Linked DNA regions of Gossypium hirsutum: region 1 is linked to region 2. A link is a contact called in public Hi-C data. All regions are on one chromosome and are shown on one strand. Each heading gives the region's core, a stretch centred on a gene start, on an enhancer-like site or on the middle of the called end of the contact. The rest is flanking DNA. Distances are from core to core; before and after follow the strand shown. Region 1 holds the start of LOC107933524 (protein CURVATURE THYLAKOID 1A, chloroplastic). Region 2 holds the start of LOC107938159 (beclin-1-like protein).

The links. Hi-C and Micro-C count contacts between places; a contact is called where the count stands out from the background.
Region 1: a contact with region 2 is called in a Hi-C map of leaf, with 2.7 times the contacts expected there. The contact joins the promoter of LOC107933524 here to the promoter of LOC107938159 in region 2. A contact is called at or near these places in 8 of 34 Hi-C or Micro-C datasets (callus, leaf, petal and 1 more).

Annotation. Positions count from the first base shown.
Region 1 is chrA08:102,666,568-102,673,090 of Gossypium_hirsutum_v2.1, forward strand. LOC107933524 (protein CURVATURE THYLAKOID 1A, chloroplastic) reads left to right here and starts at 1,389. Exons shown (of 5, transcript XM_016865757.2): 1 at 1,389-1,890; 2 at 2,475-2,563; 3 at 2,659-2,766; 4 at 2,852-2,923; 5 at 3,281-3,500. The coding sequence starts at 1,734. The coding sequence ends at 3,346. LOC107933525 (eukaryotic translation initiation factor 1A) reads right to left here and starts at 5,850. Exons shown (of 1, transcript XM_016865758.2): 1 at 4,431-5,850. The coding sequence starts at 5,033. The coding sequence ends at 4,596.
Region 2 is chrA08:101,971,450-101,978,365 of Gossypium_hirsutum_v2.1, forward strand. It overlaps LOC107938159 (beclin-1-like protein), which reads left to right and starts at 3,623. Exons shown (of 10, transcript XM_041074602.1): 1 at 3,623-4,448; 2 at 4,750-5,090; 3 at 5,184-5,354; 4 at 5,858-5,982; 5 at 6,184-6,265; 6 at 6,488-6,646; 7 at 6,731-6,816. The coding sequence starts at 4,298. It overlaps LOC107938161 (replication stress response regulator SDE2), which reads right to left and starts at 3,262. Exons shown (of 3, transcript XM_016871235.2): 1 at 2,613-3,262; 2 at 1,977-2,526; 3 at 985-1,386. The coding sequence starts at 3,262. The coding sequence ends at 1,240.

The DNA.
Region 1 (6,523 bases), core at 139-2,638, 690 kb after region 2:
CTTTTCCAATTTTTTTTAACTAAATGTCATACAGATTTATTATTTATTCATTTAACAGAAATTGAAACATAGGACAATGAAGAATGAAAAAAAAATATTGACTTTAACATGATCATTCACTGAAGTAAAATATTTTAAACTCTATAATTAAATTTATCAATTTGAAAATCACCCAAATTAAAAATTAAAATAAATCCCTAAAATTTTAATATGAATTCAAGATAATCAAGATATTAAAAAAATACTTTAATATAAACCTTCAAAGATGTTATCCGAAATATAAAACCCATGAAATTTTATAAATCAATCATTCAAATGAATAACCTTAATCAATTCCCAATTATTTAATATGTTCGAGGCTCGGATGTCACTTGTTAGAATTATTAATTAAGATATGATATAAAATTTAATAAATCATACATCAGGATCTTCTCATGTCAAATCATTAAGAACAAAATAAGAATAAAACTAGATGCAGAAGCATACCTAAATCCATAAATTCCTTGAAGTTTTTCCTGATCTTGGGAATTTGATCTTCCAAATTAGCACACAAGAAATTCAGAGAATATTGCTCTCTCTTTCTTAAGGATGGGATATTAGAAAAGATATCTTGTATATAATTTGGGGACCATAACCCTAATATTTATAATCTTGTCATATTAGTACTAATTTCTAATTAGCCCATCATTAATTAGAATTTGATTAGAACTCAATTGCTAAAATATTTACACGTATTTGACCCATATTTTATTTAATAATTAAAGCACAATAAAACATTAACCAAATTAGATCACTTTTAATTTGGTCTAACATATCATGATAGTAAATAATAATAACATGTAATTATTCTTATTATATATGTGATGTCCATATTTTTCAACACGTTCTTCATAGGATAAATCATGGCAACCAACCATTTCTGTATTAAAGGTCGAAAAGAAATGTATGGCCCAACTATACGAAATTTTGATTACGTCACTTGGGCTCCAAAATTTTTCCTGAAAAATAAAATGATTGTGATTCCTCCATATGTGCCAAGCAAGAATTCTAAAAAGGCATGCCCAATTGATTCCTCCCTCATGGATCATAGTATTATCTTACACATTAAAAAGAATCCAATCGAAGTATTAAAATTCATATTTTAACAAAACTAGACTTGAACAATTTTATTTAACTAAATTAAAAAAAATTAAAATGATAAATATTTTTTAACAGCTTTCAAATTAAATGGTAAATTTTCGATAAAATTCAAGTTATATTTTTATATAAAAAAATACCTTGATTTATAGAAAAATTAATATACCTTGAGTGAAAGTTTTTGACGATAATCAAAGTCGTGATAACCCGCCCATTTAAAAGGTGTAGCTAGTGGGCTATGACCCCTTATTACTCAAAACATGGATTGCATATAGATAGGGAACGAACCAATCATAATCCTCCTTCAAAAATCTTATCCACCTGTCAATCACTCCATTCGTCTGCCACCAAAACCTCACCCACACTAATAATACCATTTTTTATTATTACTTTTAGGTAATTCAAACATTCAGACAAAAATAAATTAGAAAACGAATTTTTTCTAAGAAGAGCTTTTTTTTTTTTTTTTTTTGAAAGCAAGGAAGAATACTACTGTGAAAGAAGGCAGCAAAAGGAAAGGAAAGGATAGGATTTGTAGCGTTCAAGAGGGCGCTTATCTATCTCAGAAATAGCAGTAATTAATTTTTGAGGAAAAAATGGCGGCAGCAGCAGCATCAGCTTCCATGTCGGCCACCGCCGTCTTGATTCCACGTGTTCCTGCAGCCGTTAGAACAACCCACTGTTCCGCCTTGCCGCCTGTCCCTCCTCGCGTTTCCACCGCTTCCTTTTCCTCGTCCGTTAAGCTAACTCCAGGTACTGCTGTTAACATTCTCCCTTTTAACGCCTCACTTCACTTGCCTGCTCTTCCTTTTGTTTGATTTTACTGAATGAAAATGAAAGCTTAATGGTCATAGAAGTTAAGAGTTCACTTCTATATCCTGTTCTTCCAAACACCATATTCGGAATTGAGATTGGTTTTTTCGGAAATGAAATCATTGGTGGTGGGTGTAGGATCAGAAACGTTATATTGGTGACAATCACACGTGTTAAGAGTAGTTGCAGTAAACTAATTATGGAGGCTTTTGTCTGAAAAAATGGGTCAATCTTTTGGACGATAATATGGGAGTTGGGACCCCAAATTTCAAATGGGGATGAATTGGTACCAATTCAAGTATGGGATAGAATGCAAGTAACAACTCTGGATGAATGTCGGACATGTTCGTATAACATGAATAGATAGGTAAAACAACTATGAAGTGGTCTAATATATAGCGCTCTTCCTTTATAATGCCACAACAACAAATAGTTTTATTTGGTTGTCTCTGTCATAGTATATGCATTTGACTTTGAGCTACGTATTCCTTGGCCTTCTATTTACCCTGTTGTTTTTGGTACAGAATCCCGGAGGTTTCCTTTTCTCCAAACAAAAGCAACAGAAGACACCTCTGTCGATACCGGGGAGCTTTTTGATGACTTGAAAGAAAAAGTGAGAAAATGGTGGCCTGCACATAATCAATTTCTTGCTCTTTTAACCTGCTGAACTGAGTGCCTGACTTGGCTTGTTTTTTCGTGGTTTTCTAGTGGGATAAAGTTGAGAACAAGACCACGGTTCTTCTTTATGGTGGTGGGGCAATAGTTGCCGTTTGGCTATCATCTATTCTTGTTGGCGCCATTAACTCAGTGCCCTTGGTAAGTGGAACTCTTCATGCTACACTTTATAACTTGTTTTATATGCTAATCCTATCTGAAATCAATGCATTTCTGTGCTTCTCAGCTTCCAAAGATAATGGAGTTGGTTGGACTTGGATATTCAGGATGGTTTGTCTATAGATACCTTCTCTTCAAGGTAAGTTTTCAGTCAAATATATATGGTCCCATGTATTTTTTGTGTGGAATAATCCAAGTTCTTTATGGGTGAGCCACATCATTTAAACACTTGCAAATTGTTCAACTTGATAACTCTAAAGGGAAATTTACAAATGCATGAAGAGACAATGATGTATTTGATGGTTTTGAATCAGCATTTTTTTGTTGCAAGTGCTCACTTTGAACTTTTAAATCTAGCTTATATATTAGAGGTGGTGTTCAACTTAAAAGAGTGGATTAATTTACGATTAAAATCAAATTGGTTATCAGACTATAGTATCAGATCATATATATGAACACTAAAAGCCGTGTGCTAAAAACATGCGTATTACCTCAGTCAAGCAGGAAAGAACTAGCTACGGATATTGAGGCACTGAAGAAGAAGATTGCTGGAACTGAATAGATGTACAGGATTGGCAATGGCATGCTAATCTGGCCTTCTTGTATCCTCTAAAAGAGACATCTTTATTCTGTAATTGTAGGGATTCCTTGTATGAATTCTTGTCACCTTTATATTTCCCCTGTTCCTGGAATAAAACTTGTCAATTTTATGCGCATGCCTCTAGTTTTCCTACTACATATAAATGCCATGTTTAGTGCAGAGATATCCCATTTCTTCCATTAAAATGTACAGTGACTCGCCCTATTATCATGTCAAGGTTCATGAACTCTGCAGAAACAAAACAACAAATTCGAGCATGCAAATGCCAACACTTCTTAATATCTCTCAAGAAACCATAGTTAAATTGCAAATCTTTTCCTATACAACAGAGTCGCCTGAATGTCATTCTAAAGCTGGAGAAGCTTTCTAGAGGTAGGAGGAACCGATATATAACATTCATAGTTTAATATTAACCAGCTGCCACCAAATTCAATACCCAGATTGATATCATACTTGAGACTCACATTAGCACACAACTCTGCATCCCCCCCCCCCTGGGGCCCGAAAAAGAAAAGGTAACCATATCCAACACGTATTTGGACATTGATATTAGGAATAGGATCCTCTAGATATATGAAAAATTTTCAAAACAATTGAGTATACCCATATCCGGCACTCACCACCTAATCCTAATCAACATAACATAGACCATAATACATGAAATTGTCACCTATCATCTTGGTTATGGTCAAACAATGGTGATTAATGCCTTCCAGTAACAGCAATGGTTCTGGCTACAAAAAGCCAGAAACCAATATTCTTCAATTTCCATACAACAATAAAAATCTAACAAAAAGAAGAAAACATTGAAATCAAAACCATAATATTCCCACAAAACTTTGAAATCAAAGCCACCCTGCAATCAAATAGAACTCCCCAATGGAATAAAGGACTCAGACCACAACCACAATCAAAATCTTAACTAATTCTCAAAAGAAAATGATAACATGAAAGCAAATAAAACAAAATCCGCCAGCCAAACTCAAAAATCAACCCATACTAAATTGCAATATTCAGAAATGAGGACAAAATATGAAAACCCATGTCAAATTTAAAGAGAAAACAATGCCATTAACATAATAAAAGGTAAATCCATGTGTAATAACATAAATCCAGCATCCATTGTGCTTAATAAAGCATGACCATACGGCAAATATCACCACCATATCTTAAAATAAATTCAAAAATGACAAAAAAGAAGAAGAGAAATTTAAATCTTATCGATGTCCTCATCCTCGAACTCGATGTAGTCATCGCCTGCACCATCATCTTCCTCATCAATGCCGCCAGCAATCCCTTCATTCAACCTGGTATTCTCGGGTAGCTCACCATAAGCTTTGAGAAGCCTAGCTTCATCGGGCATGTATTTCAAGATGACGTCAGCCTTGTCATCTTGATAATCCCTAAGGCCGACGAGGATGATGTCGCCGGCGGCGATCCAGACCTTCTTGTGCATCTTCCCCCGGATGTGGCAGAGGCGCTTGGTGCCGTCGATGCACATAGCTTCGCAGCGGCCGTTACCCAACATGCGTGAGACTTGGGCGTATTCTTGGCCATCTTCTTTGAAGATAAGCTCACGTTTCTCGTCATCGGCCTCGTTCTTTCCCCTCTTACGGTTCTTTCCTCCCTTTCCTTTGTTCTTCGGCATCTTTGGCTCTTCGCAACGATTGCTCTCCCCCCTTCTTCAGATGGAAAAGTAAACCCTAATTTTTAATTTTAATTTGAAGATTCTTCTTTTTCTTTTCTATAATTTTTGGCTTTATTCACGTTTTAGCCCCCAAACTATTCCCATTTTCCCACATTGATACCTAAATTTTTATTGATCCCATATCGATACCTCAACTTTACTTCTGTTAATATTTCCACTACAAATGCCAAACGGCGTTTTAAAAAAATTAGGTACCCAATCAGATTTAGACACGTATTTTTTGGGTTTTGTTAAATAAATTTTTTAAACAACAAATAAAAAAAGAAATTATTTAATTTTATATTTTTTACCATTACTTGTTCTTCTGCCCTTTTCTCTCTAGAACCAAAATGCTCTGCCCTCTCTCTAAAACTAGAACCCAGGTTGCCAGGTTCGGTGCTGGCCGCCGCGCCTACTGCCATGCTGGCCACTGTCGCCGGTGGCCTACGAAGCCCCAAGCTTTACTCGAAGTTCGTTTTTTCATGGTCTTTCTAAATCTGAAATCGGTTTCATCAAAATAAAATTTGCAAGCTAACTTTCTCCGATCTCCCTCTTCCACCGTCGGATCAACCAAATTTTCATATTTTTATTTTATTTAAGGTTATGTATATATTTAATAAAAATTATACTATTTATAATAGAAAAACAAGTGCCGCAATCTGATTGGGTTTCGATTTTTTTAACGCGGTTTGACATTTTGGATTGAAAATGTTAACAGAAGCAAAGTTGAAGTGTCAATATGAAAAATAGGTATAATTTAAGGGCTAAAACATGAATAAAGCTTTAATTTTTCCTCTTCTTTCTCGATAAATAATATTTAGAATGCCTCTATTTCTTTTCTTTTACTTTGCCCAACCTATTTTTTAATTTTTATCTTTGTTTATATTTAGTTAAAAACTTCTACTCTTCATAAAATTAAAATTTAATCTTATAATTTTATTTTTAGAATTTAATTTTTCTATTTTTCAAATTTCAAAATCTAGGTTCAACTATTAACGCTATTTAAATTATTTTTGTTAAATTCAAGTCTATTACGATGTTATTTTTTTAGTTACTTTATTATCAAGTGAATATTTTTTTTATTTTAAAATGTCACACCAACAAATTTAACAAAAATATTAACAACATTAACGATTGGACCTTAATTTCAAATTTTAAAAAATAAAAAACTAAATTTCAATAAATAAAAATATAGGAATTTAATTCTAAATTTGTAAATAGTATAACAACCTATAACATATTTTAATCTTCTATTTATAATAGAGAAGCCGTTCACTTGCAAAATTTACCAACTAAATTATTTTTACTTTTTACTTTTATATGTCAAGTTGTCCATTTAAAAAATGGGTAAGTCTTTGAACAAAAGTTTCAGGTTAAAGTTTATGTTATAGGATTAGAACTTTAGTCTAACAAACCATACTGTTTTAGGCAATAACTTTGTTTCAATTTTG
Region 2 (6,916 bases), core at 2,373-4,872:
AAACACAATAATGCTATTACAATTCTATTCCATTCCATTCAACCAAACAGTTGAATTACTGATTACAGCTCTATTCAATTACAGCCCTATTCCATTACAGTGAACCAAACGTACCGTTATATTGTTATTGTTTTGATATTGTATAACTATTGTTTTATTATTAATTTTGTTACTATTTTAGAGGAATTTACTTGTTAAGTTGCATCTATCTTAGTGTTATTTAAGTATATAGATTCTTTAAATTTATTTTAATGTTTTTAGTGTTTTTAATATATTATGTATTCTAATTCTTTTTATATAAAAAATAATATAAAAAATTTTAATATGGGCGAGTCGAGTTGGACCCAAGTTTTAGTAGTTTTAGCCATGCTAAACTTGAGTAAAATTTTACTCTCATTTTTCGAGTCGAACTGAGCCCAAGCCTATTAAATGGATCTAGAAATTTTTTAGCAATTAACCCATGAACACCTTTAATTTAAGGTACATGTTTTTTATCTTAATAATTATTGTAAGGGATAATGACTTACTTGATCATCTAATTTTATAAAAAAGTTATTTTAACTTTTTATTTAATTTTTTTTATTTTTTTAGACTTTAAATTTATATTATTTGTCAAATTATCTCAAAATGAATACAAAAGTTAATATTTGTTTAATTTTACTGACATGACATATATATATTGCAATGTAAATATCATATTAACAATTAATTAATTAATTACTAACGTAACATATACATGACAATCTACTTGTATGTCACGTTAGTAAAGTAAATAAATTTAATTTTTTCAGTGATTTGATTTAAGGATGAAAAAAAAAGAAAACGAAAAATTAAATGAAAAGTTAAAATGAATTATTATTATTATTTTTTATGAAATTGAAGTCCCGATTGTATCTTACTGTAAACCATTCCAAATATATTGAGACCTGAAATATTCCATTTTATCAAAAGAATAGACAAGAACGCAAAGAATTGGGGTTTCAATTAGCTAAAACACCACATTCTTATCACCATTATCATTCCACAAATCTCAAAATTCAGTTTAGGCGAAGTGTAACTTACAGAGACCATTAGTTAATATCCCCTCATAGCTAACAGTGTTTTAGCTTACAAGAACCAACTTATACAATATTGAACAGAAGCGAAAGAAATATATACATTTCTCCGTTTGACAAAAAGGAACACTCCTTAGCAATACACTATGAGGTGATATGAAGCCTTAGCCTACTACATAGCTTTTCACTTCTTCGCAAGCAGCTTCCTTGGAAGCTTATCTAAAGGGGTAGATTTTAGCAGGAACAGACGAGCAGCTCGCTCTTGCAAAGTACCCCCACATTTTAGCCCACGTGACTGCAGTTCAGATTTCAACCGCTCCAATCCAAGAACCTTTTGAAATGATAAATTAGTTTGCCCCCCCCCCCCCCCAAAAAAAAAAAAGGATAAATTAGTTAGTTCTGAATCAACATTGAGCATTATAAAGGCAACAGCATCACCATGTGGCCCATGACAATTTAATGCATATGCCATTTTTAACTTCATTCCATGGTATCCTTTCTTCAATTCTCTAGTTTATATCATCCAACTACTTTTTTAACATCAACACGAAGACACTGCCTAAATAACATCAAACAGCTATGGCAGGATTTAAGCTTTAAGCTAAAGGAAAGCATTTAATAAAATTGCAACAACAAACTAAAGTAAAAAGGGTGAGAGACCGAAAGTTGTATCGCTTCTTCCACCTCCTAGATGCATCAATGGTATCAATCTCTATACAAGGGTGAGAATAACAAGGGCTAGAATGAACAGACAGCCCAAATAGTTCGGATTTATTTGTTAGCAAGTTTATAAACAATGTCTTTCAAACCATCTAAAATTCTATATCTACAAACTTTAATGATTAAAAAAGGAAATAAACAAGCACTCAAAATTAGCTAAGCCTAGGAAATAGGAAAAGAACTTCAAGTGAGCAACCATACCTCCATCTCTGCAGAAGAATTAAAGTCATCAAAGTTCAATGGATTTTCTGGTTCTGTAGCATTAACATTTGAAACTAATGTGTCTTTGTGAACTTCTGGTTTTGGGATAGAAGAACAATTAAGTCCATCAATCAATTCACTTCCAACTCCATTTTCCGCAACCGGATCAGCACTGAGACATTGACTAACTATTTCCTCTTGATTTTGAGTTTTAGTTCCATTTTGTTCTGGCATCTCAGGATGAGCTGCTTCACTCCCAGCAATCACATCTGCTTCAACCATGGCATCAACATCTTCACAAGATTCCGAGCTTCGATGCAGAACAACCTCCTTCTCTTCCTCAGAACCAGTACCACTTGAGACTCCAATTGAAAAGTCTATATCCTGTTTTCCCCCCAAAACTGAACCACAACTCCCCTCAGCTCCCTTACTAGAATCTGAATGATTCCCATTGTTCAAAACTACAGATTTCTCATTTTCCTCATTATCTTCATCCTCACTGCTATAATCACTGTCACTATCACTCTCATCCACTTTCCTCTTTCCCATCCTATATAAGCAAACAAAAATAAGTCAACAATCTATATATCAATACCAACCTTATAAACGGCAAATCAAAAGAGCTTAAAAACTTACCAAATCTTCAATCTTTTGGGGTCAGCTCCTCCCGGCACTGTCTTCCGTTTTCCATTTTGGCAGGCCGCCCTAACGGACTCTTCAACCACCGCCACGCACCTCGCCGACTGCTCTCTGTACTTCTCTACGTACTTCTCGGCCTCTCCATCTCCAACTCCTTTTTTCCCAGTTTTTGCTTTCTTCTTTATGAAGTCTTCAGCGATCTTCTCCAACTTTCTCTGTTCTTCCTCCGCTTTCCACTCCTCCAACCTCTTCTCGGCATTTACATGCCTTAGCCTCCTTCCGCTCATGTCTCGGCACGCCTCGAAATTGCTTGTCTTTTTCTGCCCGGCCTTTGTGGCTGCGCCACGCAGCAGAGACCCGAAACCTCCTTTGCCACCGAGGAGCCGGAGGGAAAGGTTGAGGGTAGCGTTGGAGTGGGAAATCACCGAATCGTCCTTGAGTTGATGGCCGCGAATCAGTCGCTGGAAATTGAAAGGGATTTGGGTAAATTCCTGAATTCGGTGCTTGACATCGCCGACTTGGACTTGAAGGGTCGGGAATAGGAGCGACAAAGTTTCACCATTGAGAAGTTTAACGAACAGCTGTAACTGCCTTGGGTTCAGGTCCTTCATGTCGATATCGTCTCCGCTGATTTGATCATCTTCCATAACAGGTACGTGTCCGTGATTTCAAGATGAAGATTTGGGGATCAGGGGAAAAGGAGAAACTAGGGTTGGGATCCTGATTATAAACCTAATTTCCCGAGTAGTCCATCTTTAATATATTGGGTGTTCGGGTCAACTCCGCCGGGTAACGGAGAATCCTTAAAAGAAAAGGCAAAAAAATGTTTAATTCATCAGAAGGCCTCAATTTTATAATATAAATTTTAAATTGATCCCAAACTTCAAAACATTTTAATTGTATCTTTAAAGTATTAATATTCTATCAACCAAATTCTTGTATCACCTTAGTCATTAGCTTGGATATCAAACATCAATTTAAATATGAGGTGAAACACATTTAATCACATAGTTCAAATTATAAATATATTTATTTATCATATGGACAATTTGGATCACACATGTTAATAAAATAACTTTCTTAAATTTATTAGCTCAATATACTTTTTAATATATCATATTCAAATTATTCATAAATGTAGGTACAAAGTTATTTGGTGTTTAATCCACTTGTTTTGATTTTTAAATATGCTTTATATCAAGTTTGAACTAATATCTAATGTTGAAATTAATACACATGCTGACATAGGGTAGGTTTGGATGGACGATATGTTTATCTGCGATTAATGTAAAGACAGTAGTGGCGGTGATATTAGGTATTGCACTAATATTGTAGCGTGAGACAAAAAGTAAGCTAAATGCACTGCACCCCACCGCACTCCACCGTCCGTCCAAACCCACCCATAATGACCTAATAGATATAATATTTATATTTTAAATATTTGATTAGAAGTTTAGAGAATAATTTAAACTTTAAGCAATAGTGTAGGGACTATTAGTGAAATTAATCCAAAAGTCGTTGGGCCTGGTCACAAAAAACCTGTCATAAAAACTGTTATGATTTCTTTTGTAATGTTTTACTTGGACGGCTCAACAATCGAAACAACGAAACCCTCCATCTCTCTCTCCCCTGATTGCCCGACAGCCCGAAAATCTCCCTTCACATAGAATTCGATTAGCTAAATGAAGAAGGAATATATACCCGATAAAGGTCGGAGCTTACCCGTGGATCCAAATCTCCCCAAATGGATCTGCCAGAACTGTCACCATTCCCTCTGTATCGTCGGATTCGATTCCTACGTCGACAAGTTCCCCAACGACTCTTCTCGATCAGGTTAGGGTTTCTCCAATCTCTTCCTTTTTAAATTTCTGCTTCTGCCCAGTTGTTGAATTTAATATTTTTTCGGTTTAATTAGCTGAGGATTAATTCTTTTCGATTTTGAAGTGGTCTGAGTTGCAAAACTTATAAAATTGGGGATTTTCTATTATCTTCATGTACTGATGCTGGAATTGGGACCAAAACACAGTGGATTCTTCAATTATTTTATTTGGCTACTAAGTACTAAACCTGACTATAATAGCAGTATTTCAAGCTGATGTTCCTTGCTAAGAAAATTGATGTATGAATGATGCAGCAATGCAGGGGGCTTCGATACATGGAGCTAGCAGCATGCTGGGTTCAACACGAATGGATAACTCTTTCGTCGTGCTGCCAAAGCAAAAGCCCTTGGCCCCAGGAATCCCTCCACGACCTCGTGGCATTCCTGGTCAGCCTGATACTGGCCAAGCTAGGAAAGGTATGGAAGAATCATTTGTGGTGGTTGATAAATCAGAGTCTGCTTCTGATGGAAGTGGGACGCAATTACCATCGTCAGAAGGTGGACCAAGCAGTTCTTTGCAGCCGAACAACTCTGGATTTCACTCAACTATTACTGTCCTGAAGAATGCATTTGAGATTGCCACGACTCAGACACAGGTATTGCTCATTTTATTGCTTTTCCAGTTTGGTGCTTCATTGTTGTAGAGAGGATATATTTATACTCTTTTATTATGCATTCGGCATTTTTAGGTTGAACAACCATTATGCCTTGAGTGTATGAGGGTGTTGTCTGACAAACTTGACAAGGAGGTTGAAGATGTGACTAGGGATATCGAAGCATATGAAGCCTGTCTTCAGCGCCTGGAGGGGGAACCACGAGATGTACTCAGCGAGACTGATTTTTGTAAGGAGAAATTAAAGGTAACTGTTAGGCAGTTTCTATGAGTAACTTATATGATAAAGGATAAATGATTCCTCATGCTAGTACTTTAATTTGCAGAGAGAATTGTTAAGGGCTTTTTAATATTTTCTAATGTCTAGACACTCTAAGGCTTTAGTTTCACTTTTGTTTGGATGAGGGAGGTTTCACTCCAGAATGTTAATAAATTTTTGGTTTCAGAACAGTGTATCATAAAAGACACTAGAAGATGGCAGAGGGCTAGGATTGTTAAAATGTACAAGGATCCGATAACTGTTTTACTGGATGAATGAAAGAAAATCCCTTTGAATTAACCAAAAAAAAATCCTTCAAAAAAGAAAAAACTTTTCCCAATGTTAATCTGCATTGTATTGTTGAAAAAATATGAACAGTAAACCAGGAATACTTGTAAATGACAGTTCCTCATTATGATAAATGCATTAACTGCGTTGATAAATGATTTTCCTAGTTAAATGCATATCTGATTGTCTGTTCATTCTGTAAGATCGAGGAAGAAGAAAGAAAACTTGAAGCAGCAATTGAAGAAATAGAAAAACAGAATGCTGCAGTAAATGCAGAACTAAAAGAATTAGAGCAAAAATCAAAACGATTCAAAGAATTGGAAGAGCGGTAAGTTTCTTCTTTTTCTTCTTCTTCTTCTGTATCTTTATCCTTCATATGTGGTCGCCTCAGATAAAATTGTAGTGTTGTACAACACTTGTTTTACCTCTTTTCCCTTTGTCCTCCCCCTTGATCCTCCATCTCTTTCTCAAACCAGAATGCAAAGCACACCTTTATTTGTATATGACCAGGATTTTTTTTAATTATCAGATCCTTATGCTTGTTGGAATCAATGTGTGACAGGTATTGGCAAGAGTTTAACAACTTTCAGTTTCAATTAATCGCTCATCAGGTTAGTTTCTGATGCAGTCTCTTGACCAAAACTTTTCTTTGACCCACAATTGATTGATAAAGACAGTCCAAGATGGTTCAGCAAATGTCAATTTTACTAATGTTGTTATTTACATTGTTGTGAGCAGTAAAGTTAATCAACATTTGCAAACAAATATTCTTTCAAATAACAAAGCGAACTCCTTAAGTACCTTCTTACTTTACAAAATATTTCTTTTAACAGGAAGAGAGAGATGCAATTTTGGCTAAGACTGAAGTTTCACAAGCACATTTGGAGCTGTTAAAGCGAACTAACGTGCTCAATGATGCTTTCCCTATCTGGCATGATGGAGAATTTGGAACTATAAACAATTTTCGTCTTGGACGACTGCCTAAAATTCCAGTAAGAAATTGACATTATTTTCCTTATGGAAAGTTGTTTTTGTTGGCAGTGAAGAGTGACTGATATTTGTTGTTTTTGGCTTAGGTTGAGTGGGACGAAATAAATGCTGCCTGGGGTCAAGCTTGCCTCCTACTTCATACAATGTGCCAATATTTCCGACCAAAATTTCAGTATCCTTTTCTAGTGATTGTTAGTCTACGTAGTAGTTCCATGAAAAGTGACGTTCACAGTCTGTATGTGTGTGTGTGTTGTAATTGTTCAAGTTATGTG